Linked DNA regions of Mus musculus: regions 2, 3, 4, 5, 6 and 7 are each linked to region 1. The links are chromatin contacts, called in public Hi-C, HiChIP or PLAC-seq and promoter capture Hi-C maps. All regions are on one chromosome and are shown on one strand. Each heading gives the region's core, a stretch centred on a gene start, on an enhancer-like site or on the middle of the called end of the contact. The rest is flanking DNA. Distances are from core to core; before and after follow the strand shown. Region 1 holds the start of Chst15 (carbohydrate sulfotransferase 15). Region 2 holds the start of 2310057M21Rik (RIKEN cDNA 2310057M21 gene). Region 3 holds the start of Acadsb (acyl-Coenzyme A dehydrogenase, short/branched chain). Region 4 holds the start of Hmx3 (H6 homeobox 3). Region 5 holds the start of Bub3 (BUB3 mitotic checkpoint protein). Region 6 holds the start of Zranb1 (zinc finger, RAN-binding domain containing 1). Region 7 holds the start of Abraxas2 (BRISC complex subunit).

Evidence for each region. Promoter capture Hi-C pulls out the DNA fragments that hold promoters and counts their contacts. A called contact is a pair of places that touch in the nucleus more often than the background predicts. HiChIP or PLAC-seq counts read pairs in DNA pulled down with a chosen protein or histone mark.
Region 2: an H3K27ac HiChIP or PLAC-seq map of extraembryonic endoderm stem cells shows a contact between it and region 1, with 9 times the contacts expected there. The contact joins the promoter of 2310057M21Rik here to the promoter of Chst15 in region 1. A contact is called at or near these places in 2 of 39 promoter capture datasets (hippocampal neurons and pre-B cells), 1 of 484 Hi-C or Micro-C datasets (muscle stem cells), 3 of 115 datasets of contacts at active chromatin or transcription factors (embryonic stem cells, extraembryonic endoderm stem cells and large pre-B cells) and 2 of 9 other capture datasets (adipose tissue and liver).
Region 3: a contact with region 1 is called in an H3K27ac HiChIP or PLAC-seq map of extraembryonic endoderm stem cells, with 4 times the contacts expected there. The contact joins the promoter of Acadsb here to the promoter of Chst15 in region 1. A contact is called at or near these places in 1 of 39 promoter capture datasets (embryonic stem cells) and 4 of 115 datasets of contacts at active chromatin or transcription factors (embryonic forebrain, extraembryonic endoderm stem cells, large pre-B cells and 1 more).
Region 4: an H3K4me3 HiChIP or PLAC-seq map of embryonic stem cells shows a contact between it and region 1, with 12 read pairs. The contact joins the promoter of Hmx3 here to the promoter of Chst15 in region 1. A contact is called at or near these places in 2 of 39 promoter capture datasets (embryonic stem cells and pre-B cells), 18 of 484 Hi-C or Micro-C datasets (Th1 cells, embryonic stem cells and muscle stem cells), 9 of 115 datasets of contacts at active chromatin or transcription factors (embryonic stem cells, large pre-B cells and stem cell-derived neural progenitor cells) and 2 of 9 other capture datasets (adipose tissue and embryonic stem cells).
Region 5: a contact with region 1 is called in a promoter capture Hi-C map of embryonic stem cells, with 3 times the contacts expected there. The contact joins the promoter of Bub3 here to the promoter of Chst15 in region 1. A contact is called at or near these places in 2 of 39 promoter capture datasets (embryonic stem cells and pre-B cells), 6 of 484 Hi-C or Micro-C datasets (Th1 cells and embryonic stem cells), 8 of 115 datasets of contacts at active chromatin or transcription factors (embryonic stem cells, large pre-B cells and stem cell-derived neural progenitor cells) and 2 of 9 other capture datasets (adipose tissue and embryonic stem cells).
Region 6: an H3K27ac HiChIP or PLAC-seq map of microglia shows a contact between it and region 1, with 7 times the contacts expected there. The contact joins the promoter of Zranb1 here to the promoter of Chst15 in region 1. A contact is called at or near these places in 1 of 39 promoter capture datasets (pre-B cells), 3 of 484 Hi-C or Micro-C datasets (CD4 T cells, CD8 T cells and embryonic stem cells), 5 of 115 datasets of contacts at active chromatin or transcription factors (embryonic stem cells, large pre-B cells, memory CD8 T cells and 2 more) and 1 of 9 other capture datasets (liver).
Region 7: a contact with region 1 is called in a Hi-C map of CD8 T cells, with 2.9 times the contacts expected there. The contact joins the promoter of Abraxas2 here to the promoter of Chst15 in region 1. A contact is called at or near these places in 1 of 39 promoter capture datasets (pre-B cells), 4 of 484 Hi-C or Micro-C datasets (CD8 T cells, cardiomyocytes and embryonic stem cells), 2 of 115 datasets of contacts at active chromatin or transcription factors (embryonic stem cells and large pre-B cells) and 2 of 9 other capture datasets (adipose tissue and liver).

Annotation. Positions count from the first base shown.
Region 1 is chr7:132,315,229-132,319,173 of GRCm38.p6, reverse strand. It overlaps Chst15 (carbohydrate sulfotransferase 15), which reads left to right and starts at 1,946. Exons shown (of 8, transcript NM_029935.6): 1 at 1,946-2,127. It overlaps Gm10584 (predicted gene 10584), which reads right to left and starts at 3,510. Exons shown (of 1, transcript NR_028578.1): 1 at 883-3,510.
Region 2 is chr7:131,360,817-131,364,761 of GRCm38.p6, reverse strand. It overlaps 2310057M21Rik (RIKEN cDNA 2310057M21 gene), which reads left to right and starts at 2,036. Exons shown (of 6, transcript NM_026655.4): 1 at 2,036-2,254; 2 at 2,826-3,029; 3 at 3,801-3,873. The coding sequence starts at 2,091.
Region 3 is chr7:131,408,887-131,412,831 of GRCm38.p6, reverse strand. Acadsb (acyl-Coenzyme A dehydrogenase, short/branched chain) reads right to left here and starts at 2,231. Exons shown (of 11, transcript NM_025826.4): 1 at 2,045-2,231. The coding sequence starts at 2,086. Ikzf5 (IKAROS family zinc finger 5) reads left to right here and starts at 2,354. Exons shown (of 4, transcript NM_175115.4): 1 at 2,354-2,445.
Region 4 is chr7:131,541,022-131,544,966 of GRCm38.p6, reverse strand. It overlaps Hmx3 (H6 homeobox 3), which reads right to left and starts at 2,004. Exons shown (of 2, transcript NM_008257.3): 1 at 1,605-2,004; 2 at 31-1,002. The coding sequence starts at 2,004. The coding sequence ends at 332.
Region 5 is chr7:131,558,352-131,562,296 of GRCm38.p6, reverse strand. Bub3 (BUB3 mitotic checkpoint protein) reads right to left here and starts at 1,927. Exons shown (of 8, transcript NM_009774.4): 1 at 1,843-1,927; 2 at 1,393-1,587; 3 at 691-760. The coding sequence starts at 1,587.
Region 6 is chr7:132,929,397-132,933,341 of GRCm38.p6, reverse strand. It overlaps Zranb1 (zinc finger, RAN-binding domain containing 1), which reads right to left and starts at 2,166. Exons shown (of 10, transcript NM_207302.3): 1 at 1,797-2,166. 1500002F19Rik (a long non-coding RNA gene) reads left to right here. Exons shown (of 2, transcript XR_003946678.1): 1 at 1-2,334.
Region 7 is chr7:132,856,905-132,860,849 of GRCm38.p6, reverse strand. Abraxas2 (BRISC complex subunit) reads right to left here and starts at 1,625. Exons shown (of 9, transcript NM_198017.3): 1 at 1,517-1,625. The coding sequence starts at 1,615.

The DNA of each region.
Region 1 (3,945 bases), core at 697-3,196:
GGGAGGGCATGGGTGTGCTTATTGTCTTAAGCTTTCTGTATTTGTTTCTCTCTGTTTCAGGCGTTTTGTTTGTTTGTTTGTTTGTGTGTGTGTAGTCTTGGCTGTCCTGGAACTCACTTTGTAGATCAGGCTCCACTCACAGAGATCCACTTGCCTCTGCCTCCAAAGTGCTGGAATTAACGGTGTGGACCCTATTGCACACCCCCCCCCCCCGTCCACTTTTGTCTCTTACGTAGGAATTGCTGAAGGCCTGAGCTCCAGCTGTCTTCACAGACCTACCCATCCATTCTTCTCTCCCTGTCTTCATTCACACGAGGCAACTGGGTGTTGTCAGAGCTTTTTGGAATAACAGGCTAATTTTTTGAAGTTAATGTTGAGGGGGGAAAATTAAAAAAAAAAAAAAAAACCCTTCTTCAGGTAAGCTCAGGAACATATATAATACCTTGGAAAGTCCTGGTGGAACTCATATCAAAGTGGCCCAGGGATTTTACTTAAAAACAATTTGTTCCCATGTCAGCTGTGATTTCTGACACCTGAATTTGAAAGTCATCTGGGTGGGCCCAGCGCTATCCCCATAATGGGGCATGTATTGGAAAGTCCCCATACGTGTGGCCCAGGGATCATGTTCCACACACTCTTACAGGAAGGGATTTCCTCCTTGCTGTTTCCAAAGAACCTTCACTGTGTTTGCTTAAACCGGCCGCATGCCCTGGTCTGACAGCTGCCTGGCCCAGGACTTTGCTTGTAGGCGCCTGCACAACCCACCCTCTTAAACAGCAACCTGCACTGTGTCCCAGTGCAATTACTCGAATATATAAACCTTACTGAAAGGCAGTCTTTTCTCCGGAGCTAATAAATAAACCCCAAAGCCACAACGTGTGTAAGACCATGAAAAATGGCATCATTATCTATTGGGAATTGTGAACTCTGCAAAAACCAGCTCATTGTATTTTTAGAAAAAAAAAGGTTTTTGTTTAAAAAAAATAATAAAGACCTCCAAATCACTAAGCCAAGTCTACATGGGGGGAAAAGCAATCCAGTCTACCGACTGGGAGGGCAGTCTCACTGCTTCATTAATCTTTCTTTGCAGATTTTTATATAAGAGGCAGTATTTGTTGGGAAGCTAGACAGTGGTTTTTAAGAACTCCCCTGTCATCCAGGGTTCCTATCTGCAGTCGTGACCCTCTGATTGTGACCTCTGACTCAGTCGCCGTGGATGCTGAACCAGAACTCTAGGACTTTGGGGGGTGAGGTGGGAACCTCAAACAAGACTGAAAGGGGCTCCCGTTCTCTAGAATCACCTTTAGCACATATGCCAGCATTTTACAGTTAGGGAGCATTTTCCCGGTTGCTTCAAGAAAGAAGATGCTGGACTCTGGCCATAGGAACGTGGGCAGACCCAAGACTGTGGCTTCTATCCTATTCCCCAGAGTCTGGGGTTTGGTGCTCCAAAGGCTGTCCCGAACAAGTCTTAAGAGTTTAAGGTGTCATATTTTATGTTAACTGATTTCATCTTCAGCCCACAGCCGATCACTGGAGCCTTTCCTTGAAGCAGTCCCAGTAGGCCACTGCGGCAGTGGTACTCGGGGTCCTGTAGAACCTTACCTCTCAGAAGAAGCAAACCTACAGGGCCCAAGAGCTAGGCAGCCTTTGTAGAATGCAAAAATACAACAGAGGGCGCCGAAACCACTCGCGTCAGTGGCCTTGAATATCAATGTATGGGCTGTCTCTAGACTGCCAAGTTCCTTAAAACTGTTTCTGGTAGCCGGGTCACTGCCACACACACCAGGTTTCGGTTTTGTCTTGTCGGAGTCACCGCAATACACAAACTGTATTTACTTGCTGGGCGAGGGGGCGGGGACCAAACCCACCGCTCAGCAGGGCGCGCACGCCTTGATCTTGCATTCCAGACTCGAGCTGATGTGTGTCAGCGCGACATGGGGCGGGGGGAGGGTTCTGTTCAGAGGTTTCATTCGCCATCTGCAAGTCACTCCCAAACTTTTCCTCCCAGCGCTCGGGGAGTCAGGTTGACGCGCCCTGGGTGCGGGGTGCTAGGCGCGGGGCTGGGCGCGCGCTCCCGCGGAGTCGGAGCTGCAGAGGCTTCCGAGATCGTCTTGGGCTTTTCAGGTACAAGTTGGGCTCTGGGTGACTGGGCAGGGGGTGGCGAGTAGCGGCGGGCGGAGGTTTGGCTCTGGGTCCCGGTGCCCCTCTGCGGGTTCGCCCAGGTTGGCGGGGAATGGGCGCTGGGAGTCCGGACCGCCAGGGCTGTGTGCAGCTTCACTCCCTGCGCGGAGGCTCCGGACGCGGAGGCGGCGGCGGCCCAGGCAGACAATGAACTTGGAGCGCGCCGAGCTCCGGCAGGTTTGGGCCCGCACCCCTCGGTCAGGCCTCCTCGCTACAGGCACGGTCCCCTGTAGGAGGCGTCCTTTTCGCTGCGCGGTCCTGGCCGTGCTCTAGGTGCCCAGCACGCCTGGGGACCCTGCGGGAAGGACTACCGGTGGCGGAGCCGGGGCTCACACGCCCCCTCCCTAGACAGAGCGAATGTGGTCCGAGCTCCAAGACAGAGGACCGGGTGCTGGCGTGGTGGCGCTGTGGACAGCTGGAGGCCGGCGGAGGACGCACGCCGCGGGGCACGCACCGGCTAGCTGTCCCGCAGAACCGCCCCAAGGAGTCAGAATTCGCGCGACCCTGGGTCGGCCAGGAACTGAGAGGGAAGGACGACTGATATAAGGCCAATGAATAGACAGATCGGCGATTTTCTGGAGCGAGCTCTCCACAGGCAGAGCTGGGGACCGGGATTCCCCTAGTCGTGTTCACTGCCCCTCCCCCGCACACTTTAGGGGAAGTTTCCAGGCGTAGCCTGGGGCAGGTACGTGGGCATCTGCCACTGTCTCTGGGTACCAATCGGAGCCGCCTCGGGAATCCGGGCTCTAGCCGCACTGCCGCTCTGGGTGGGAAGGCTCGTGTGGGTCTCGGGGAACAGCCCCAGGCGTCAGCGTCTGTGGGAGCAAGATTCCCGAGGAGACACCGTGGGGACAGGCCTGGGAGGAACCGAGGGATCAGTCTCAACTTTTTTTACTCGCCGCTTTTCCCATCGTCGCTGTACCCTAGTCCCCGAAGCGGCCTGACTAGGGAGTCTCAGCTGTGTCTCCCGCCAGCTGGGGAGCAGAGAGCAGAACGAGGCAGCTCTGAGCTAAGCCGTGGGGGCGGCGGTGGCGGGTGGTGATGGTGGAAGCCGAGAAGGCAGGGGCCCGGACGCGAGGAGCGACGCTGAGGATGTTGATAGCGTGCTAGTCCGTGGGGCTGTGTGCTCCAATGGAGTGGAAGCGGGCGTTGTGTCTGGTAGCGGGTCTTGGCGCACTTGCCCATGTGGAGCCCGGGGGATCCTGGATGGCGGCAGGGCGAGGGGAGCCAGACTGTGCAGGGAATGAATGGAGAGCAGGGGAAGCGCCTTCTTTCTCCTTCTGGCGAATCGATTGGCCGGCTTGCGCTCATTTGTGTTCACGTTTAGGACTCCGAGGTCCCGCGCACCCTCGTTTTGACTGCCCCACCGTGGTCGAGTGTCCACGTTGCCTGCCTGCCTGCCTGTCTGGATCCGCTAGAGCGAGCAACCCAATGCTAGGGCTGGTTTGCTTACTGCTAGGCTACTGGTGGCTGGACGTGGGCACCTCTAGTAAGCGCGCTTTGTCCGGGTTGGAACCTGGGGGTGGGAGTGGGGGTGGGGCACCTTGTCCTAAGTCTTCTAATAGATCTGCTGGACTCTCACTGTGGCGAGTAAGTTAATGGCATGGAGTTTCCAGGAATGAAGTTCAGGAAAGCCTTGTGACAGCCTGTGGCCAGCGACTCTGAGCTGGTTACTCTTTTATCAACTGCTACTTCGTTCGGGCCGGTGGGGTGCCTCTGTAAGTGAGGACTGGGTCTTCAGAACATCCACTTTCTGCAATT
Region 2 (3,945 bases), core at 787-3,286, 950 kb after region 1:
CCAGAACAGTTCAGATGAAGCTAACGCCTCAACACATGACAAGCAGAGATGAAGATAAGAGCTTTTGAGAGGATGGAGAAACGGTGATTTATTGGCAGGAGTCTTTTATGATAGGTGCCTTTAGTCTTCTGATTCATCAGCCTTATTTAAGGAAGTAAAAACCCGCAAGGTATTATTAATCTTGCACGCAAACCTGCAAGTTAGTGTTTCTAGAGTGTACTTCCATTAGGACTGTCTACACGTATTAACCTAGTTTATAACCAGAGGAGCCGGAAATACAGAGTAACAGGGCAAGACACTGCAAAGGCCTTCTTGCCACCGGCCGGTTTCAGGTTTACCCTGAATCTGATCTCCTTGAGCTGGAGAATCCTATGGAAAACTACTCAACTCCACTCTAGGAACCAAAGGTCAGAATGGCCAAGATAACGTATCTTAGCCTTTGTTGAAACTGCTTGTTTGTGCGGAACCTCCTCCAGCTAACTGTTCTTCTAAGTTGCTCATTTGTTCAGAACCCTCCTTGGTGGCTGGCTAACAGCTCATCTTAGCTTCTGTTAAAACTGCTTACTCCGTAGTGCTCTGATGCAGCAGCCAAGGGAGATGCCTTCGCTTTAAGGTCTCTTAAAATCCCATGTTCTGGACACTCAGGGGCTATACCTAGAATAAAGACTTTCAATTGGTTGTGCACTCTGAGGGGGCTCCCCATACTAAACAGAACAAGAATGATGACCACTTAGAATGTGGGGAATTTCTTTTAAAAATATAAATTGAGCCTTTTAGAATTAAAGGTTACTGTTTCTAGATTTTGTTTATACTGAATCTCTGATTTCTCTTTCAAACTTGATGAACACATTATACATACACTCTGGTGACTGTCTATAGAATTCAATCATCTTTTTCTTGATGACATAAACACGTTTTTTGAACAGGGGTACACATACAGACTAAAATGAAAATTAAAGCAAAACGTTTTTTCTGAGCGATGAACAAAAAGTTCTGGGACAAAACTAGGTTATGGCTGAACAAAACTTCCCCAGAAATTATATATAAGGCCTCAAGCACAACTTTAAAATTCAGGTACTCCACATTTCTGTAAACAAATTTCTCCCCTCGCCTCAATAGATGTTTAAATTATCTACACAACCCACTTCAGGAAGATAATGGGGGTGGGTATGGGGTGGAACGACAGCCGATACCTAGCTTTCTTTCCAATGAGTATAAAGTTTCAAGTCCCACTTGTCACCACAGAAAGTTTGACCGTACAATGTACTTCTGAAGGGACCAAGGCCCATTGCCAGTTTTTGTCAAGGTTATGAGTGAGAAACCTTAAGTCGCAGCTTTGAGCCTCTTGGACATTTTTAACCTTGAGAATTCTGTCATTTAGGACGTGCAAGCACGCTCCACCGGGTTCCTGAGGCTCGGAAGCCGGGTCTTAGTGGGTTCAGTGTTTAGTGCCTTCGGCCACTCAGCATTATTCTGCAATGCTAAGCGCCGCGCTCCACTCTACAGCCCACGGAGGTGACCTGAGCAGTGAAACAACGCGATCAGCCGTGGTCGCACTGCTTCAAAAGCAGCCTGCATGGCCTTCACTCCACGGGCTGGCGCAGGAAGGGTCCCCGGAGTCCTCTTCCGAGGACCTCGGATTGGGAGCTGGCTTTACAGGCTGCTTGAGCCAAGGAGACCGCACCTATCTGCTTTGGTACCACCCTCAGGGTGCCGACACCGCCCAGGCGCCACCCCACCTCCCACCCTAAAGCGTCGCTGCTTTGCCAACGTGGAAATAAACCCCTGGGTTCCCGCGCGCAGAGCACTGCGCATGCGCGCGGCACCTGCCCCAGGAGCGGAGGAATTCCGCGCACGAGCCAACCCCTGGCTCTTTTCCGCGGAGATTTTAAACCAACTTCTGGAAGGGAGACGAACACGCATGCGCACGTGTGGTGGTTGGGTCCCGGGATGGGAAGGGTTGGAGTGGGATGGGGTGGGGTCGGGGGAAGAACCGGAAGTTGTGCTGAACCTTCACCTCCCCTGGGCACTGAAGGAAACGCAAGCTCTGCGAGAGAGGTTCCGACGCCGCCTGGGTTGGAGGAGACAGAATGGAGACCGCGATCGAAGACGCGGGACTGGACCGCGGCCCGACGCTGACCTCGTCCTGGGATGCGGCGTGCGGGGCGCTGACCCAAAGCCTTTTTCTTACCCGGACTGGGCCACGTGCCCAAGACTTGGACTTCGAGCAGCTACTGGAGCCGCCAGCTCCGAGGTGCGCCGGGCCAGGGCCGGGGTCGGGTGACAGTCACGCTGCTGAGGAGCCGGGAGGAGGACGGGAGCCGAGACGGGCGAGGGAGCCGAGCGAGGCCGCGGGGACGGCATGGGGGAGAGCGGTGGTGCCTGGAGGTGGGCGAGGCTGCGGGCAAAGGGTGCGCGCTGGGCCGGAGAGGCCGGGAAACTCGTGTTCAAGATGCCCTCCTGTTACAATCCTCCTCGCCCCCCACCCGCGAACGCCCCCAGTCTTCTATTTGGGGGGAACAAGAACCACGGCGTCTTGGAAAAAGACACATGGTTGTTTTAACATTCAGTAAACGCTTTTAATTGACTGCGAATGAATTAGATAGTTGAATAGGCTGTCCACGGTCTAGGAAAAGTGGACGGGAATGAATGCCCTGACGCCTCAAACCTCTGTTCCTTATTAATTCTGTGAGAAGTATCTGTGGGTGATGGGGAAGGTTCTTGGTTCTCATGGCAAGTAGAGGTGAGTTTGAAAGGATTAATGGGTTATGCTTCTACTCGGAAAACTTATCTCTGTGATTTTTTTTTTTCAATTTTCTTCTCAGCCAGGATCCGGTTAGTCTGAAAAGCAGCCTGAGCCCCCGAGATGAAAACCCCTGCTTCATTTACCTGAACTGTGGCCCTAATGGGGGTGAAGAAATCCTTTCGGTTGGCGTTCTGAGTTCAGCAAGAAACATGGAAGTATACTTAGGAGAGGAGTATTGTGGAACCAGTCGAGGCAAGACTGCCTGCACTGTCCTGGATGACAGGTTTGTGACTTGTCTAGATGAAAGTGTTCATATGAATCAGTGTCTTTATTCTCAGCTCGTAATGTTTGTGGATTTTCTGAGACTGACAGGACAGGAGTCATTAGGGAAGAGAAGTTAAAAACATGCCAATAGACATAGGTTAGACCACTAAGCCTTCCAACGGCAGGGTTGATGAGCAAGCTTAAAAATATGGAGATTTCGGGCTAGTTAACTGGAAGTGAGTTGGCGGGTCACTGGTAATTAGTGGAAGAGCTTTATTAGAATGCAGTCCAGGTAAGCATTCTTGTTCTCACGTATCTCAGCAGGATCTGTTTAACAACCATTAGACATTCTGAAACTGACTCTCTTCCCTTCTAGAAGGCTCCTTGTGATTGATATATCAAACTAAGACTGTCACGGCAGCCTATTTACTGACCTATTAAAAGATGGACAGTTTGTGATTTTTTTTTCCCCCCAGTCTTGTACAGGGTTCTGCCCAGATCTGTCCTGAACATAATGCATGCTCTAGGTCCTGCCTGTGTTGGAAAGAATAGTAGTGTTTATAGAGCGTTAAAGTATGCCATGTGCTCCCTCGTTCAGTCCCCCATATAGCTGGCAAGTGGTAGGTACTGCTCCTCCACGCGGTGCAGCGCAGGCAGGAGCCCATTACTCCCTGTACCTGACCAGGAAAAGGGAATCTCTGAGATGAAGGAGTGTCCCGAATCATTTGTTCTTAAGTATATGTTAATGTTTACAACCAATGGCTGTTAAAAATGAATTCTTTTATTTTAGTGAACATGAAAAGATCTTGTTATACAAAAAATACCTAAAATTGGATTCTCCCACGCATGCCTGTAAAATAAAGGTGAGTCATCACCAAATTTAAGATTTAAGGTTGATCAAATTGTTTTTGTTTTTGTTCTATACACACTTATTT
Region 3 (3,945 bases), core at 982-3,481, 910 kb after region 1:
GCCTCTTTGTCCTGTAATGATCCCTGCCATTGCTCTCTCCGTTGAGCTCAGGGGTACACTGTGGACCCCTTGAGGTCTTTTTTTTCCTACTGCTAACTAACACGTGGTTAGGTAGAAGCAGGTCTAAATGGTGAGGGTGAACTTCTTTAACACATGTGCTTTAGTCTATACTGTATCTGCTATGGCACACGGTGCCTCGTGAATGGGAGTAAAGACATTTACTGAAAGCTGGCTAACCATTATGCTCGTCTCTGTGCCTTACAAAAACGTTTTCATTCAGCCCTCGCAACAACCCTACAGATAGGTACCGTCCTTCCCGACCCCCACTTTACCCATCAGAAAACAGACTCAAAGAGTTTAAGCAACCGCTTAAGGTTATACCACAGAGCCTGGGCTCTAGATCCAAGCAGTTTGGCACCAGAACTTAATTAATTAACTACCATGCTTCAGGCAAATTTCAGCAAAATATACTATTTTTTATAAAAGAGATCCAAAACCTACGCAAGACAATAAGGCACAAATCTAAACAAAATACTTCCGTGGTATCTCCGACCAAGGAGAAGCAGCAGTAGTTTTTGTCAAAGTCACCTAATCCTTTGTCTGAAATCGCTACATCTCAAGGTTAAATAGCTACTTGTTAAGAGGTTCATGCAAAGTAAGAGAGACTGGAAGCTGGAAGAGCACCAAGGGCTTGTAGGCTAGAAAAACAAAGGGTGGCCAAACTCAACAACCCAGACAAGTCTGCTGGCTACATTATTATTAAGCAACAATTATTAAACAGTATTAAATAATAATCACAAGAACCCATTTCTAATCCTTTGTGACAATACACTAACACAACTTTATTAATTTCCTAAACACCCCAAGCTTGTAAAACAATAAAATAACGTTAATTATCTACAATGTGAGGCAAAGAGGTGCAGACTTGCTTCACCGTTTACAAGCTACTTCCTCTCATCAGTAGCTTGTAAAACCGGGAATAAATACTGCAGGATTTTGATTGCTCGCCAGAATAATGGGTGAGACTTGAGACTTAACATCTGCCCGAGGAAATTTTAAGATTACTATTTAGCTGGAGGGTTTCCAGCTAACTACAACCACAGCAAAGGCACCCAACTGTCCTTTCACTTCAAAGTTAGCTAAATGGGCTCGTCAATCGCCTAAGTAGAGAAACATCCTCCAGGAAAGCTGTCTCTTTCAGGCACCTGAAGAAATAGCACCAAGTCCAGCTAACGTAGGTTTGCTCATGGTTCAACCCATTGCCCCCTCTGACTGGTCAGAGTGTCTTCTGTTATTCTGACAGATGCTGTCATCTGCACTGTACTGTGTGTCCTAATTCCAAGCTCAGGAAATCCGAGAGAGCAAAGGGAGGCCAGAAACATCCTGGTGAGACAAGAGGCTGGCCTCAGACCAAGTTTGAGGAAGAGGACTAGAATGGGCTTTTGGGCTCCTCAGAATCTAAGGGAGCTGGTCAGATCCCCGCAGTGAGATAAAGCCTAAGAAATTCCTTCCCTGAATGGTTAAGACCCAGAAATATGAGAGGTCCCTTCCAGCTGGGCTGCTGAAGGGAAGAGAGTGTCAATAGGCTCGACAAGCAGGCCTAGATTTTAGTCATTAAAAATCATCATTATCGGTTGGGTGATGGTGGCGCACGCCTTTAATCCCAGCACTCGGGAGGCAGAGGCAGGCAGATTTCTGAGTTCGAGGCCAGCCTGCTCTACAGAGTGAGTTCCAGGACACCCAGGGCTATACAGAGAAACCCTGTCTCGAAAAAAAAAAAAAACAAAACAAAAACAAAAACAAAAAAAACCCCAAAAAACAAAACAAAAAAATCATCATCATCATCCGGGGAAATGTGGCATGAGCTGGGACGGATCCTGAAGGAAAACCAGACGGAGGTGAAGGGTCTGTGGAGACCCAGCCCCAGGCTCAGCCCCCTCCACCAGCCTCCCAGACCCCCAGCCCATTAGGAAAAGATGACGTCGCCAGGAATCAGTGTGGCCACAGGCCTCCTGAGACGGTCGCTTCGACCGACCCCACTCACCAGCCCGCCCATACGCCACAGCTGGAGCGCAGAGACCGCCATCCTCGCTTCGGGCAGGGTGGCCCTGTTAAGCTCGCAAGGCTTTCCACGAACCCTTGCGCAAGACTCCCTCGGCCTGGCAAGCTCGGGCCCTGCCCACTCCGAGCATCCGCCCCTCACACACCCCTTTGAGTCCCCGCCCACTGCCGCCTACGGAACCCCAGGAGAGACATAATTCTCTCCTTGCTCCCTGCAGCACGCTCACGCGAGACTTGGGCAAGGCGTGGGGCGGGCGGGAAGGGAGCGGAGACACAACAAATATGGCGGCTACAGCTGCGACGCTGACGAACGCTGAGGCGGTGGCGGTGGCGGCGACGGCAGTGAAAAGGGCTGTGGGGATTCCTCGGTGCGGTTGTCAGGAGGTGAGTCACGGGGGGCGGTCAGCTTCCACGGCGGCGCTACGGTTACTCAGGGCACGTTGACGGAATGGCGGAAGGTAAAGTGCCGGGTTCATTGCTAGCCGGCTAACACCGCTTTCGCCTTGGCCACAGCGGAGGGTCCTGCGTGCCCCGTGGGCTGCCAGCGTGGTGACTCGGGACTCTCTTGGGCTCGTAAGTGACTGGGTGCGCCGCCCGGAGGCTCGCGAGCGAGTCGGCGCCGTCGGGCCGCAGCTCGGAGCTCAGGGTGGGGAGCTGTCTCCGGCTTTGACAGGTGGCGATCGCAGGGAGCATCCCTGTGTAGTGCATTCTCGGGGTGCCAAAGTCGACCCCAGCAACCCCGGTGTATCCTGGATAGGGTGTTAACCCCGGGCTGCTGTTGGGAAGGAGTTTTCTTTCTCTCATGACCTGGCGTCTACTGCCTGTACTTTCCAATGTTGGGAACAGGTGAGGCTGGGGAGGATCTTCCGACTCATTCAAGATTTCTGTCCCCGATCGATTCATCATCGATCGACTGTCGGGAATGTTCTTGGATGCTCAATGTGGCTCCTCCTCAGCTAAGCGTCCAAGTGCTGTCTGTCTAACTGTAGATCCTAAGTATAGTCAGTGGTAGCTGCCAGTAACCACATGGCCTCTTTAATGACTCCTTTGTGTGCTGGTCAGAACCGGACAGAGGAGTGAGAACGGACATGAAGACTTCTGAAGTTGTGAGGTCCAGGGAAATTACACTTAGAAGACACAGCATGAAAACAGCTGCTTAAAACATCTGGACTACTTGTAAGACTTTGTCTTGAGTTTATGTTGTCTTCAGCACAGCTGAGGATGAACGTTTTCTTGGAAGTTCCTTGCGGGGGAACTGGGATGTTTGAAGTTCTTTTCCTGTAAGGGTCCCGTGTTTCCCAGGAAACCGTAACTGTTGTACTGTGGGACACTGAAGATGGGCTTCAGATATGCCGTGGTTGAGTCCTGGTGGTTGTTACATATATTTCCCTGGCGATAGAGCTAATGTACTTTTATGTGCAACTGGACTTATTCAGCAACATTAAGCCTGGCATCTCTTGAAATTAGCATATTATATATGAATGGCATTGAAGTTTTTTTGTTAAAAGTAAATGACCAGTGGCAACATGATAGTAACACAAATGGCTAGGATGTAATTGTGGGCCACCAAGCTTGCCCTTGCTTTTTTTTTTTTTTTTCAGTTAATGATAATGACACACAAATTATGTTATTAACTTGTTACTAAGCCTGTAGTCCCTAGCAAAGTTTTCACTTACGTGTCTTTCTTTGCAGACTTCTTGTGGCTTTTGAATTTTAGTTGAAATTCCCTCCATGGCCTTTTGGACGCCTTTGTTGTATCTCCAGAGTAAATTTCAATTATTCAACATTTCAGCAGTGTTGCCGTGGAAAGTAAAAAGTGGAGCTAAATTGGGGTGAACAGGTTAGATTGTATCATTCTTTTTTTGGATTTCTTCAGATGTGGCT
Region 4 (3,945 bases), core at 755-3,254, 770 kb after region 1:
GGTAATTTAAGGGGAGATCTGAACTTTTTTTTTTTTTAAAGAACTTTCAATTGGAAGTTTTGACCTGGTAATTTTGTCGTTCCCCCCTGCCCCACCCCGTTTTCTCTCAATGGTAAGCAAAACCAAAAATAAGAGGAGAAGCGCCTCAAATTCATAGGAATTAATTGCACGAAAATGCATTGCAAATACTTACAAAATGCTATTGGGGGGTGGGAGGCAAGGCAGTGAGCCCAAGGTCGCTGGCCACAGCCCGGCACCCTCGGCCCGGCCCAGTCTCCTCCGGGGTCCCCAAAAGGTGGCCGGGTGCTCACTCCCTGTCCCCTGTCCCATCTCACACCGGCCTTAGTAGGGGCACGGACGAGACCACCGGGTGCGAGTAGTAGACTGGGTGCGGGAAGGTGAGCAGCGGCTGGCTGACTGGCACCGGTGCCCCCGCAGCCGCTGCCGCCCCCTCGGCCGCAGAGTTCTCGTGGTAGAGGATGGGCACGCGTACGATGCGCTGCGCAGCGGCGTGGCTCAGGTTGGCCGCCTCCAGCTCGGCCGCCAGCTGTCGCTTCCACTTGTTGCGGCGATTCTGGAACCAGATCTTGACCTGCGTCTCGGTGAGGTGAAGCGACGCGGCCAGGCCAGCGCGCTCCGAGCTGCTCAGGTAGCGTTTCATGTCGAATGTGGACTCGAGCTGGAAGACCTGGCTGCGCGAGAAGACGGTGCGCGTCTTCTTTTTGCGGCACGCCGGCTTCTTCTCGGGACTCTCGGCGCCCGCCTTCCAGTCCTCTGAGCCCGGTGTCGCCGTAGTCGCCCCTACGGTCGTCCCGGCCGCGCCAGGCACCGCCTCGCCTTCTTTTTTGCCTTCCTCCGAGTCGCTCTCTTCCAGAATGATCTCGTCCGGGCTCTTGGAGTCCAGCTCCTTGTGGTCGGGGTCAGCCTTGAGCAGAGGCTCCGGGGAGTCTCGATCGGTGCCGGACGCAGGGGAGGAGTCTCGCAGGAGGGCCTTTTCCGAGGCTGGGGAGACAGACAAACGGACGCACACACAAGCACAGCGACACAGCCTTGAGCGAGGCAGGGATCTGGGAGCACCAAGCGCAACCCACACGTTGGCCTCGGGCTACTGGCCCTGGGCCTCGGTTCTCCCGTGTCCCCGCTGGGCTGCAGTGGGGCAGAAAGATCTAAGATCTCTTCGCCTTTCTAGGACTGGCCAGGCAATGGTGGGATCAGGGCCGCTCCTTTTATCTCGCGTTTCCCACGCCAGGGGCCAGCGGGAAAATTCTCCACTGCTAAGGTTCAACCCTGCCTTCCAGGCCTCCCCCCCACCCCCCAAGGCCATCCCAAGCCACCCATTCCTGCTGGAGGACAATTTTTTTCCGGGAATCGCAGAGCCCGGGCCTCCAACTGCACTTCTTTTCTCAGCAAGTGGGATTGGTTTCCTTGGCCTCGTAGCCGAGCGGCGCAGGAAAGATGCTGGCTAGAGGCCGAAGGAAGTTAACCAAAACTCTGGTTGGCAGGTGTCGGGGCATCCCTAACTGCAGTGACACCATCTCTGAGAGGGAATGTGACCGGCCCACAGGGAAAGAGGGGAGAACGAAAGTTCAAAGAGAGGTCGGTACCTTCTGGTCGCGGGAGGTGACCGCCGGCGGGGGTCAGGGTGTAGGGGTACCACCAGGCCGGGGAGCGCTCCAGGTAGTGCGCGGGCAGGGCAAACCTCTGCGCTGGGATCTCAAAGCGGGGGAAAGCCAGGTCGCCCACCTGCGAGAGCGCGAAGCCCGCGGCGCCCTCCAGGGCACCTTTGGCTGCGGCGGCCGCAGCGGCGGCGGCGGCGGCAGCAGCCGAGGCCGGAGCAAAGAGCGTTCGTGGGGGCGGCTGAGGCTTCGGGGGCGGCCGGTGATGGTCTCCGTTGAGCAGGTTCCTGATGGAGAACGGGGATTCCTTGGGCGCGGGAGGTTGGGGCGGTGGCTGCGGGGGCGGCGCGCTGGCAGTGCCCGAGGCGTCCGGCCCGGGCTCCGGCATGGTCCCCAGTCCTCCGGGTCCCACGGAGGGCGGGAGCGGGACAGGCGGGCGGCGGGCGGCGGGGCGAGCAGGCTAGGGGCCGGAAATCAGACCATAAACGGAACTCAACTACGGGGCTCAAAGTCGGGGGCCGCCCCGGGCGCGAATCGAGCCGCGGGAGGGCGGGGTGGGGACCGGGCCGGGGCGGGCTCGCATGGGGGGAGGGGTCCAGAGGGGCGGGGAGCGGACCTGCCTCTGCGCCGAGGGAGCGAGGGGGCCGGTAGGAGCTGCGGCTCCCCGGGAGGAGGCTGCGAGAGCGGTCCCCGGCTTGGGGATGCGTCAATCCGGCGCCGGATGCTAATGATGAAATCAAAATGTCATCCAAGTTAAATGCGGGGAGTATACGGCGATTGGGCGCGTACAATGGCAAATGGGATTAGGCCGGCCAAGGCGCAGCCGAGCCCAGGCCCCGCAGCCGCCTCCTCTACCGCCCCCTCCTCGCCTTCCCTCGGATTTTGGCGCTTTGGCTTCGGGCTATGAGAGCCCGCCTGTTATTGGCTTTATATAGTCCAATTAGGCAGCAAATGAGGACAAACCTATTAGCACAAAAGGATATTGGCTCTCGCTAAAGAGGCACTCTGAGAGCTCCCACCAAGCGGGAGGCGCGCGAGGGACCTCAAGAAGGAGACGCCCCCGGCGGGCCGGAGCGCACGGACCTGCTCCAGTCTGGAGCAAGCACCTCCCTCTACCCCCTGCAGCTCGGCTGCGGGCTGGCTGCTGTCCGGTCTGCCTGAGGGGGAGGGGCAGAGCAGGCTGGCCTGGGTCACCTCCGGGTTATCCGCGCTAGCAGCGGCCGCTCTCCCACCCCTCCCGGCCTGGCAGAGGCCAGCTGCCCCACGCGGCTGGAAAGCCTTGGCCGTGCGGGTCCAGGAAGTAGGGCGCCTCCCCGGCCCCGAAAGAACTCAGTACTTTCTTTCCCCAAACCTGCTAATCAGGGTGCGGCCAAAAAGAGCTTCCCCGCTCTTCGTCTAGTCGAGAGTCTGCCGACTTAGGAATCCGCGTAGCCTTGGCCTTTGGTCCTGAAAATGGATGAGTGATTCTGAATCTTTCAGGAGTAGGAGTTGGGTATGCGACTCTGTGCACGCGCTTCCCCTGTGCAACTGTCGGGGTAGCGGTGTTTCCTCACTGACAACTGTACTCCGAAGGACACCGCTCTTTTCTTGGTGACTGTGTCCGCGGCTCAAAGATCAACTTTAAGCCTGCGATCTGAACACAGCACTTTCCCCCCAAAGGGTGGCATTTGGAACTGCCTAATGCTTTAATATAGGCGCCAAGAACCGAAGGCGCAGAAGAGTACCTTTCTCGTTTGTGACCCTGGCAACGACACCTGCAGCATGTCCCAAGGGCCTCCAAGTCCCTGGAGAATCTCGGCGGGCCTCTGAGGAATAGCTGGACTCATTCGACCTTAACAGCTCCCTGGGTCAAGCAGGAAGCCGGAGAGACAATCAGTTCAATTCTAGATTTCCATGGGGTCCTTTCCCCTGGTGATAGTTCCTTGGCCCGAGAAAGATGACAATTTGTTCTCAGCCTGGATGAAAATCCCTTCACACCTGAACTTCCTCCGCCTCAGCCCGTTCTTTATCTTTCGGTTGAGTCTTGCCTAATTCAAGCTCCTCTTGCTTACCTAGCGCAGCCTGGACAGTTTTGGGTCCCCAAATGAGAAGTAGGTTTATTTTATTTTTCAGACCTAAGGCACCAGAACCGCCTCTACCAAGTCTTGAAGGTCGTATTTAAAGTTTTGACATCCACCCTCGGTAACGAACCCTACTATTGCCTTGTAAGTAGCGCTTCTATAAATGGTTACTATTATTCCTTTGATTTCGTATAAGGCTTTACTGGAATGCACAGGGGCGCATCATCTAAAATCCGAGTTGGAGCCAATCACAGCTCCGAGGCTCAAGC
Region 5 (3,945 bases), core at 678-3,177, 760 kb after region 1:
TGCCACAGTGAAATCATAAACCTCTTAAGAAATGTTTTTACACAGCCAACTGAAATACATTCTCCTGCTAAGAACGCAAAGGCATCACTAAGATAAATATGACGGGGCTACCGTGCTCCATTTTTAAAATGTACTTTTTTTTTTAGCCTGTGAAAAGACCAACCTAAAATATCAAACTGTCCAAAGAAATCCTGACAAACCGGACCCTGAGTCCAGTCCGCTGCTTAAGACTTCTAATAGTGACAGTCAAATGCTTAAATGATGCTTCCACTAGACACTTAAGACAGTGCTCAGGGGCTGGAGAGATGGCTCAGCAGTTAAGAGCACTGGCTGTTTGCTCTTCCAGAGGTCCTGAGTTCAATTCCCAGCAACCACATGGTGGCTCACAACCATCTATCTGTAATGAGATCCAATGCTCTCTTGTTATGTGTCTGAAGATAGCTATAGTGTACTCTTATAAATTAAATAAATAAATCTTAAAAAAAAAAAAAAAAAAGACAGTGCTCAGAAGGGGCTTTACTGCAAAATTCAGGTTCCATTTGTGGTAACTTAATCCAATTTTAAAAGTCTATTATCAAAGCCGTGTTCCGCCTTCACATAAGTACTGAAAACACCTACTCTTCTTAAATAAGCATTTCTACACAAATACACTAGTAAAGAAAAACTGGTAAAATGTAGCTATATTAATACCTTGATCAGTGTTCAAATCGTGCATTTTCAGTTGATGATCTAATCCACCACTCCAGGCATGCGTTGGATCCTACAAAGCAAAATTTGGGTTTGATTTTTTTTCTTTCTTACTTTTTTTTTTTTTTTTTTGGAAGACACTATGTAGCCCTGGTTGGCCTCAAAACTCAAGAGCTCTTCCTGCCTCTGCCTCTGGGATTAAAGTTGTGGCCACCACATCCTCCCACCCCACTCTTACATTTGGAGCCAATTCAAAGTTACAAAGCTTTAGCAAGCATTTTCAACATTGCTATTTCTACAGCCAAGTGTTATGTCCAGTGTGACAGAAACTAAGAAGCAAACAAAAATGCAAGTTAGTGATCTCCACAAGGAAGCAAATACAAGGTGGACACCAGGAGTTAAGGCTAAATTAGACAACATTCATTACTTTTCAAAGGATAGCTAAAAATCAGTCTTGCTGCTAACTTCAATTATCTATGTCCAGAAAGTTTACTCAAGTCTGAATTTACAAATGGAGATTGAAATTGCCACGAGAGAAGAAATAAGAACACAAACCATTGTAGTAGGCTTGATGCCAGGCTAAAGGGAAGAATTCCCGAGTAGTTATGAACTATCAGAATTCTCGAACCGTGTATGAGATGCTACTGGCAAGGCCTAGGACATCTCAGTATTAAGGGGACAGGAGCAGAAACTGAATCCACCTACGTAGAAGGCGCAGTCCAGGACAGCACCAGTGTGCTGGTACTTGAGCCTCATGGAATTGGCGGGCACATCGTAGAGGCGCACAGACGTATCCCAGGAGGAGACCAGGAGGAACTGGGATGTGTTGGGGCTGAACTTAACCGAGGAGATGCCATCCTCGGGTGGCTGGTTCAGCTTGAATTCGTTCGAACCGGTCATCTGTAGAACAAAACGCTAAGTCTGAGTTCCTAACCGGAGCAACAGAGGCCGGCCACGGCCTGCGCCTGCGCGAGTCCCCCTTGATCCAGGCCGGCCGCCATCCCGCTTCCGCCGAGCTCCACCCGGCCTGGCCTCCTTCCTTGCCCGCAGATCCCCATATAAAACACAATGGACCTCGACCGGATCCCTCTGTGCATCGATGCGCCGGCCACGGGCCACAGATCCCGCTCCGCCCGCCCTCGCCCGAACCTCTACCTCCTGTCCGCCTAAGCAACGTTTCTGCACCGGCCACTACCGATCCGCTTCCCTCCGAGCACTCGCAGGCAAAGCGGAGAAGGCGGAGAGGAAGCTCCGGAGCAGGCCTATCATTGGCTGATTTTGAACGCCAACGGCTCGATCTCGGCAGCTGATTGGTCTGATTTACTGCTTGCCTCATTTTCCGCAGTCATCCTGTTCCGGCTCAAAGGGAAGCCGCGTTTCCCCCCCCCCCCCCGTTCACCGGGTCTCTTAGTACCTCCACGCCGAGGTTACATCTCTGGAGCTGCGGAGGGAAAACTACAACTCCCAAGTATGCTCAGGTCATGAAGGCGTTCACGCCCGCCCACAATTGTATGCTGCATGCTGGGAGTTGTAGTCTCCCTGGAGCTGCTTGCCTGAACATCCACAGACTAGAAGGCAGAAAAGAGATTTTATCTAGCTCTTGTGACATCCTTCTCCTCTATCTCTCAGACACAGAATTTCATTTTGGTTGATAACTACTATAGATATAAATTAATATTTTCTTTCTAGCCGTGCACATACCCCTGGACTTAATCCAGACTAGTCATACTGAAGAATAATTTCTAGTCAAAGGTACTATTTGCTTTTATTTTGCTGGGTTATCAATTTGTGAACTAGAGACTCATTTCCCTTGAGTTCTAGTGATCTCATTTTTATCGTTTCATCTCTCCACAGTTTTCAAGCACCTGAATGTCAGGCCTCTTAAGCAGCTCTGGGAATACACACTCAGTCAAACTACTCCTTGCTTTAGAAGAGTACCACACCCATAAGGGTGAACAGAGCAGGACACAAATATTTCCAATCTTTAACGATCAGCCAGAATCTCTTAGGAATGTTCATCATAGGACCTAGCATTGTGACTGTCCTCCCTCTCCCACCTTCCTCTGCATTATCATGGAAGTTGCAGGCTCAGTTTGCTGCACTTTCTGTTTCTAGAATCCTCTAAAAAATATGAGAATCAAAAGGTTGTTTTGGTTCTGTGAGAGAAAAGCAGTACTTAACAAACAACATAGTAGCATACTGACATGCAAAATGTTACTGAGTTTCTAATTAATCCTTGGATACAACTTCTTTTTCTCTGTCCCATCTTTTTGAGACAATCCCTTTTATTTTGAAATTGTTGCATGAAGTAGGAAGTTGTCTCTAGTTTTAAACTACTTAACTTTCAAGGTACATTTTTAAAAAAAAAGAAAAGAAAAGAAAAGAAAAATGATCTTGCCGGGCAGTGGTGGCGCAGCCAGCACTTGGGATGCAGAGGCAGGTGGATTTCTGAGTTCGAGGCCAGCCTGGTCTACAGAGTGAGTTCCAGGACAGCCAGGGCTACACAGAGAAACCCTGTCTAAAAAAATAAAAGTAAAGAAAGAAAGAAAGAAAGAAAGAAAGATCTTATGTGTGCACAGACTCTGAACTAAATGCACTTAAGATTCCTGACAATAACACACACACACACACACACACACACACACCAGTCTTTTGTCCTGATGATGGTTATTATGGCTAAAATATTCTGGTTGTCTTCCCTCTCCAAATAGTTCTAGTATGTGGTTCTTTCTCTCTCTTCTCTTTCAACAAATCAATGGCCAAGTTCAATTTTTTTTAATGCATTGAGTTGTTTTGCATTCTAAGTTTAGCCAAATAATTTTACCTCTTGACTTATTTGGTTCTCTTTCCCAGTTGTTTATTTAATTCTATTACTGTTTCCAGATTCTGAGCATAAATTACCTGCTAATAAAATCTAAGCATATTTCATTATCCCATGTGTGTATGATTCAGGCCCCTCTGGCCGCACACTTGCAGCCCAACTCTATTTGAGTTTTAAGAAACGTCAATCTTGTAAATCAAGTTTAGAGCCTGAAAAGAGATGGACTATTTTGCTGATTATTCAAATGAATTGCTAGACTTGAGATAGGAAATCTGGCCACAAGCAGAGTCTTGACCATTTTACAACACAAATGTAAAGTAAGTATGTGTGTGTGTGTGTGTGTGTGTGTGTGTGTGTGATATTCAGTTACCTGTTGCAGTGGTGAGTCGCCTGCCACAGCTAATGTCTGGGTGAGTAAAGAGAGTCAGATATATACC
Region 6 (3,945 bases), core at 917-3,416, 610 kb before region 1:
AAACCAAACCAAGTTATATAAAAAGTTAGCATCCTACTTTTGCAACTACATTTAAGTTTTAACTGATTTTATAAAAGCAATATAAATAAAACTACATGTAATGGCTCTCACTGAATCAATTACACATAAATCAATTTACCTCAAACAATGTACATCTGAATTAATGTTCATACTCAGACTTACTTTAATTGTTTGTTTGTTTATGGTTGGGGGGGGGAAGGTTTTCTCAGTGTAACCCTGTCATGGAACTCACTATGTAGACCAGTATGGCCTAGAACTCAAGAGACCCACCTGCCTCTGCTACCTGAGTGCTAGGGTTAAAAGCATTCACCATTCACCACCTTGCCTGGTTTAATCCTCAGACCTTAAAAGTGATATGCCACAATCCGTATTAGTACATAGTTATGGATCAAGGCCATTAGTTTGAAATATATTACCATGAGTTGTAAGTTCTTCATACAACCTCAAGAGTAAATAAATGGATGCCCCAAGGCTCAACGGCACTAACAAAAGGTTGTTAAAACAGCAACCAGAAAAAACCTCCCATGGCGTTCAAATAACATCCTCCCCCCAAAAAAGTAAAACGTCTCATTACTGCCCTACCTTTTAACCTCTCACAACCCCCCCCCAATGAAAAAGTTACAAAAATTTAATGAGACTATTTTAAGAGCCTCCAAATCAAGAGAGTGGCTTCCAAATATACTTTCGAAATACCTCATTTAATTAAAATAATATTTAACAGGATCCAGCTTTACTTTTCCCAAGCATAGTTCAGTGGACTTTCTAATGGCCTCTGTCACAAAGATCCTCGGGTCTCCCCTGTTTTCTCTATATAAGCCAAGTCACCCATTTTTGATCAACAGAGGTACCATGCATGTAGCAAAAGTTGGTAGGGAGTCGACTGAAAGAGACTGCGGGGTACAGGAGCCACTCATTATATAACACTTCCAAGTATTTGTACATCACGTTTATTAACACCATCACAGGTCAACTATACAGAGACCAAACATTGCAAGCAGTGGAAAGAACTTATAAAAATTGACTTAGTGGGTAACCGAAAGGGGAAATCGAGGGGTTGAGATACAAAATTCTAAGCAAGGTGGTTTCAAAACCAGCGTCTCCAAGATAATGGGCGGGTTCAAACTTCTTGCTTAACGTAAACTGCCTCTCCCCGGCGCTAACAGCAAGTATTACAGCTCTTTTGTCTGTGCAATGACCAGCCAAATTAGAGCAGAAAACCAAAACAAAACAAGAAAACCCACAAGGTAGGTGCACAGAGCGATCGTTACCGGGAGCGGAGTTCCAGCTGCCCATGGCCACCAGACATCAACTTTCACCCTGATTTGCTTTAGGCAACCGGAGGCCAACGTATGAGGGGAGAGAAAGTGGACAAGGGACCAAAACACAAGTTTGGGGACCAGCACCAACTTAGAGCGACAAATCCGGGTGTTTATGGCCTACTAAGAGGTGGGAATAAGACCCACACACTCGGACTCGGGAGGGATCCCAGTTGCCGGAATGAGGCGGGCAGAAGGGCAGCGCCAGCCGCTGACGAAGGCGGCCAACTGAGGTCGGTAAACAAGCCGGGCGGCCACTCTCCCTCATCCTCCGGGTTGTCCCCGCGCTGGGAAGCCCAAGATGGACGCGCGGCCGCGGACAACCCCGGGCCTGCGATGCGCTATCCCGCAACGCTGCCGCCCGGAGGCTCGGCAGCCTGCTCCCCGCGACGCCCCGTCAGGCCGCGGTCGACCCGCGAGGGGCCTGCGGCGCGGCGCCCCCAACCCAGGCCCGGTTACCTGGCGGCCGCGGATCCTCCTCCTCCCCGTCTGACGCGCGGCGCCCGGCGGCCGCGGCGGCGGCGGCGACTCCCGCACGGCCAGCGGCGACGAGCCGAGCCCGGCCCCTCTCCGCCTCCCTCGGCGCCGCCGCCCACCCCGCTGCTGCCGCCTCCGCCCTCCCGCCTCAGTCAGGACATGTTCTCCGCGGGCCCGCGCGCGGCTCCCAGCGGCCCGAGGGGCGGAGAGGCTGCGCGGAGGCGGGGGCCGAGGCTCGGGGACAGGGGCGGAGCGGTCTGGGGACAGCCTCGGGCGCAGAGGACTCCGAATGGCGGCGGTCAGGACCCTAGAGCTAAATAAACCCCGCGGCGGCCGCACAACGTCAGGAACTGGACCTCGCTGCTCACCGTCCTGTGATTGGTCCCGAGGCCTCAGGAGGCGCAGCCAATAGGCGACCGCCTCTTTCCCGGCGCAGGAGCGGGCCGCGGCCGTGACGTCAGCAGCGTGCGTCCTGATTGTGAGGCTACGGCGCGCGCGGTCCCGCGACGCGTCCTCCCGGGTGAGTGTCTTCAAGTCTAAGTGCAGGATGCACTTGGGAGGTGGGAGCCTTCTTCCCCTGGCCGCCGGCCGCTCTTTGCTGCAGAGTCGCCAGCGCTTTGAATCAAGCGTGAGTCACGCATCTGTTTGCTAACTGGGAGACCGCTTGGCCGTTCCTTCGGCGGTTTAAAACAGTTTTTAAAATTTCAATAATTTGACCCAGGCTGTCATTCTGGGGCTCAGGCTGGCCTGGAACTCTTAAACGATATTCCTGCCTCAGCCTCCCCAAGAGCGCTGAGATTACAAGCCTTGCTTACTTGGCATTTTATTTTGTTTTCAGACGAGGTTCTCTTGTAGCCCGATTTATTTCTAACCCCTCTAAATAGCTGAGACTGATCCCGAACTCTTAAACCTCCGGAGTGCTGGACTTACGCCACCACTACTCTTAGCTTCACCTAGCCCTACTTCAAACTTTTTCAAAATGTAAACTGCTTTAAAAGTAATGTGTTAAAGGCCGTAGAAATAGTTCACTGGGTAAAGTTGCCAAGCCTGACAGCCTGAGTTCCATCCCCAGTACCTACAGAGTGGAAGAAGACGACTAACTCCCACAGTTGTTCTCTGGGCTACACACAAAATAAATAAATGTAATTTTTAAAAAGATAGTAATATGGGGGGTCTGGAGAAACGGCCAGCGTGTAAGAGCACTTACTTCGGAGAAGCAAAGTTCTGCTCCCAGCAGCCACTTCAGTGGAAGACAGTCACCTGTAACTCCAGCTCCAGGGGGTTCAGTGCCCTCTTGTGGCCTCTACCAACACCCACACTCACTTGCACAAACACATAATTAAAAATAAAAATAATTAATTAGTATCTTGAAGGAACATTAACAGCAATCTGGGAGGGCATTTAGTAATTGTTTGGATACCTCAGATCCAAAAGGATGACCGTGTTACTTGAAGTTTGATGTTTCCCAAACTTGAGTGGGAATTCACTTTGTGAAGCTGTCTTTGGTGTCTTGAGTTATTTGCATAAAATGGTATAAGACAGCTGTACCATGGCCATCAAAAGAACAGTACTTTGTATAACTTCCCCTCACCAACATCTTTCACAACCAGTGGGGTGCTTCCTCTCCATAGCCATTGCTATGGAGTAGAGGCCTTCAGCAACCCCCACCTGGTCTGAGAACTTATCCATAAATTAAGTTTAAATGGAAACAACAACACAAAACAACACGTTCTCAAGGATATAATTAATTCATTTGTAGGTAGGATCCCACGCTATTATATAAAAACAGTAGTTCAGTTGACCCTTTGGAAACACTTTGTTTAAGCACTTCCTCTTCCTGAATCAAAGCTTTACAGCATGCTGCCTCCAAATAAACACCAATCACACGGTAAGATGTCCAAGTTGTAGTTTATTTTAGTCAGAAAAGGGATAGGACTCAGAGGAAGCTTTTAAATTTGATTTAATAAATGTCTTGTAAAAAAAAAATCTGCACCAAGAAATAAACACAAAGATAAGGAAGACCATCTTAGTGGTAAAAATGATAGCACGGAAAGAGGCTAAGTCAAAATAACCACAATGACAAAATGGGATTGCTAAGTAAATTAAAGTGAAAATCAACTTATAATTGAAA
Region 7 (3,945 bases), core at 376-2,875, 540 kb before region 1:
CCACACCCATAACTGTGGTAAGGTTAATATAAAAATGTATAATCATATAAAACACAATTCAAACTATTGGCCTTGTATAAAATTTCTTCCCTCATGCCAAGTAGGAGATAAATATTAAGGAAATTGCTATTAAATAGCTAGAAAGCTAGAGCTGGGTTTAATGGCTTCCCCTTGAAATCCCCACACTTAGGATTGGGGGTGATCAGGAGTTCAGGGCCAGCCTTGACACTATCTCAAGACAACAAAGAATAAATAACAAGTGAAGAAACGGAACTATGGCAGTTTCTAGAAATACTGTCCAAGTTTCTTATCTTTATAATAATCTTGTCTTATACACAAACTATGACATTCCTAGGTACTCTCTAAAACAGAATAAATAAGCACCCTGAACTCGTAACTGCAGTCCATGGACGCTAGGAACTTTACAACCACTTACAGTATTAAGAGCTAGCTGCAATACTGAAGGCTAGTAGGTCAGAGCTGGCTTTAGGAAAAAAAGCAGAACAATGCTGAATATATTCCTATCAGTAATCTCTGCCATCAACACTGCAGAGATGAAAAGAACAGTAAATTCATTCCACTCAGTATACTCATGGAATCGCCTCTCAGAATCAGTCTTTATTAATGGAATCGAAGATCAGTGACATCAAACCAAATCCAGTTTCCCTTCTAACTACTGTTTTTATAATGACAACCACAAAAAGCCCCATCTCTTATTCAATGAATTTAAATCGTTCACCAATAACAACAACACACACACAAACCGCTAATTGGTGGGAGAGTAATGTCCTGTAAAAGCACCTATTTCACAAATAATTTCCAGAGGTCAACGGCATTGAAAGGCAATTCGTAAAATAAAGACACCGAAGAGTCCTATGGACTCCATGGCCTGTACATTTCTGATCGCTCATAAGTGGGCCTGTCACTTCCCTCTTAAGACAAGTTCCGGGGATTAGAACACTCGCTGAGGAACTAAACAGGCAACTTTGAGGAAGTGCAAACAAGACTCTGCACCTAACGAGCCTATTCACATTCTCCATTTTCCACTGGGGTGAAAAAAAAAAAAATCCAAACAGCCACATCTGATAAGTATGAACGGTGACAGACACGACGACCCGTGTGGCCGGGGGTCAGAACTTGGATCCTCTCCTAGATTACAACCCAGACCTTTGAACTCCATCCCGACCCAAGGCACTCAAGTCTGGAAGCGCGATTCTCAGCGAGGGGTAGGCACCCAGTTTTGGCTAGGCGACTCCTGACACTGGCGGGGCCGGGCGCTTTAGGTCCTTTGGACTGAGAACAGCTGTGCCAGGACCCGCCCGAGGCCGAGAGCGCCAGAGAAGGGCCCGCGGGGTGCAGGAGCTGGAAGGGGGCGGGAGCCGCCTGGGTCACCAGCTCATCGGTTTGTCCCGGGGATTGAAGGCCGAGCCTCCAGCGGTCGTCGCTTGGCCGCAGGCGCCGGCCTGAGGAGGAAGCCGAAGGCCCCAGCGGCCACGGCAGGGGGCCCGGCACCTACGTGGTCGGCGTTGCTGTTGGCGCTGTGGAAACACACAGCGCTGAAGGTGTAGCCCGAAATGGAAGCCGCCATGATGGAAATCTCCACCTCCCCCATCATGCCCCGCGGAGGGTGCACAGCCTTCCGGACGCCCCGCCGCTGAGCATCCTGGGAAATGAAGTCCTCCAAGCTACTCGAAGCTAGGACAGGGAAGTAAAGGATTCCAGATCAAAGAGAACCAGCACCTTCAGTTTTGTGTGTTCCTCAGACACCGGCCTGTCTGTACAGCCTTGTTATAATCCAGTTTGTCCCTTCTGCAAATGAAGTTGAAGGATGGAAGGCCGGAGATGATTCCAGCAATTGAACAGGTTGAGATTTGACTTGGGAACAGCATGATGTAATTTCAACTTGAACAGACCACTTTGCCTGCCTGGTTGAGACTAATGCGTAGGAGAAATGGAAGGGAAGGAGATTTACAATAATCCCCACCTGGTGCAGTGACAGGGGAATTATGGTCAGAAGTAGTGGAGCTGGTAAAACGATTGGATTCTGGACTCAAAAACAATTCAAATATAAGTCGTGTAAGGGCAGAAGGGTTGCATGTCGGAGGCCAGCCAATGAATGCTACATAGACTTGTTTCAACAAACAACAAAAACAAAAACCTTCAAGTTTGACAAAAATCATAGAAGACAAAAACAAATAAGTAGCAATGAATAAACTATCAAATTTAGAAAGAAAAAAAAAAAGGGAACTATTTCTTCTGCAGCTTGCTAAGACTTCAGTATTCCTAGCTGGGCTCCTGATTTCCCTACAGAGCTACTTCTCACTTCTTTTCCAAGTTCAGCAAATAAAACTGTTTATGACAATTACTCAAATCAAAACCTTTGCAGCTGGGGCTGGAGAGATGGCTCAGAGGTTAAGAGCACTGACTGCTCTTCTGAAGGTCCTGAGTTCAAATCCCCGAAACCACATGGTGGCTCACAACCATCCATAACGAGACCTAGCGCCCTCTTCTGGAGTGTCTGAAGACAGCTACAGTGTACTTGCATATAATAAATAAATAAATCTTAAAAAAAAAAAAAAAACCTTTGCAGCTAGCCTTAACAACTTCTTTTCTCTTGTTCCCTACATCAGATCAGCTAAAACGATCTTCAAAAAAATACTGAGTCCTACGATTCACTACCAGCACATCTGCCACCCTGACCCAAAACACCATTTTCTCTCTCCTGGTTATGACAACTTCTCAGAGTCCCAGTTGGTGGCAATTTTGCCCTTAAGGGATGCTTGACATTGCTAGGAGATATTTTCCAATGCCAACCCCAGGGGAAGGAGGTAAACTCAGGAAAGGCCTCATAACAGAATTAACCAGTCCAAAATGTCGAGGTAATGAAGTGAGGCTGTTGACCTGCAAATATATCCTCAACACAGTCAGTGAAATGATCATGGTAATGTTTAGATATAAGGTGTCAATTATACCTGGCCAGCCTCCAAATCCTACGCCGACATGCCCTCCCCCTGCATTCCTGCTTCTGCTACCCTGATAGACTTGGCTACAGCTACAACAGTAGCCTTTTTGCTTTCTGGAAGCACTGAAAGTTCATCAGGTCATAGTGCCTTTACATATGTCCCTTTCCTCTGCCTGAGATGCTGGTCTCTTGGACAACTATATAGCTCACTGTTTTATGCCTGCCCTGGGTGCTTTGAAAGGCCACCCAGACCTCTTCTTGCAGGACTGATTGATTTAGCCTGGCTGCTGGGGAAGTTTTCCATTGACAGCTCCCAGTTCACATCTCCTGGAACTATTCCCTGTGAGAGAGAACCTAATTTTCCAGCTCAGTTAGTTTTCTTATCCAGTTTAAGACCACCTGCCTAAGTGCCACCCACAAAGAGCTGGGCCTTCCTACATCAATTAGCAATTGCTGGAAATAAAATCCGATGGCTCACTTTTCAAAGGTGTCTCTAGCCAGCTTAGGTCCAGCTAACAGTGAACAGAAAACAGAAGGCCCTTGCTAATGCTTGATAGTCTAGCTAAGTACCCCTCCCCCAAATGTTAATAAGCTACTCCCCCCAAACTGAAAGTTTAGAGTATAAAAAAATCTCAAACATCCAAACTTTTCTACAAGATCATTCATTGGTTTGATATGCTTTAAAATATGCAAGATGTGAAACATGGAGATAGATCCAGACATGGTTTTGGTTGTTAGGACTATATCCTTTTAATTATTAAAAAAAATAAGAAAGGGTCATTCCTTAGGGTTTGTAGACAGTGTTCTGCATTCAGTAGGCTTGCTATCATAGGCTGACACAGAAATTTTCCAGGTTGCAAAATAAACTGCTTCATTTTCTCTACTCTGAGTTACCAGTACTCTTTTTTTTTTTTTCCCCCGAGACAGGATTTCTCTGTGTAGCCTTGGCTGTCCTGGAACTCACTTTGTAGACCAGGCTGGCC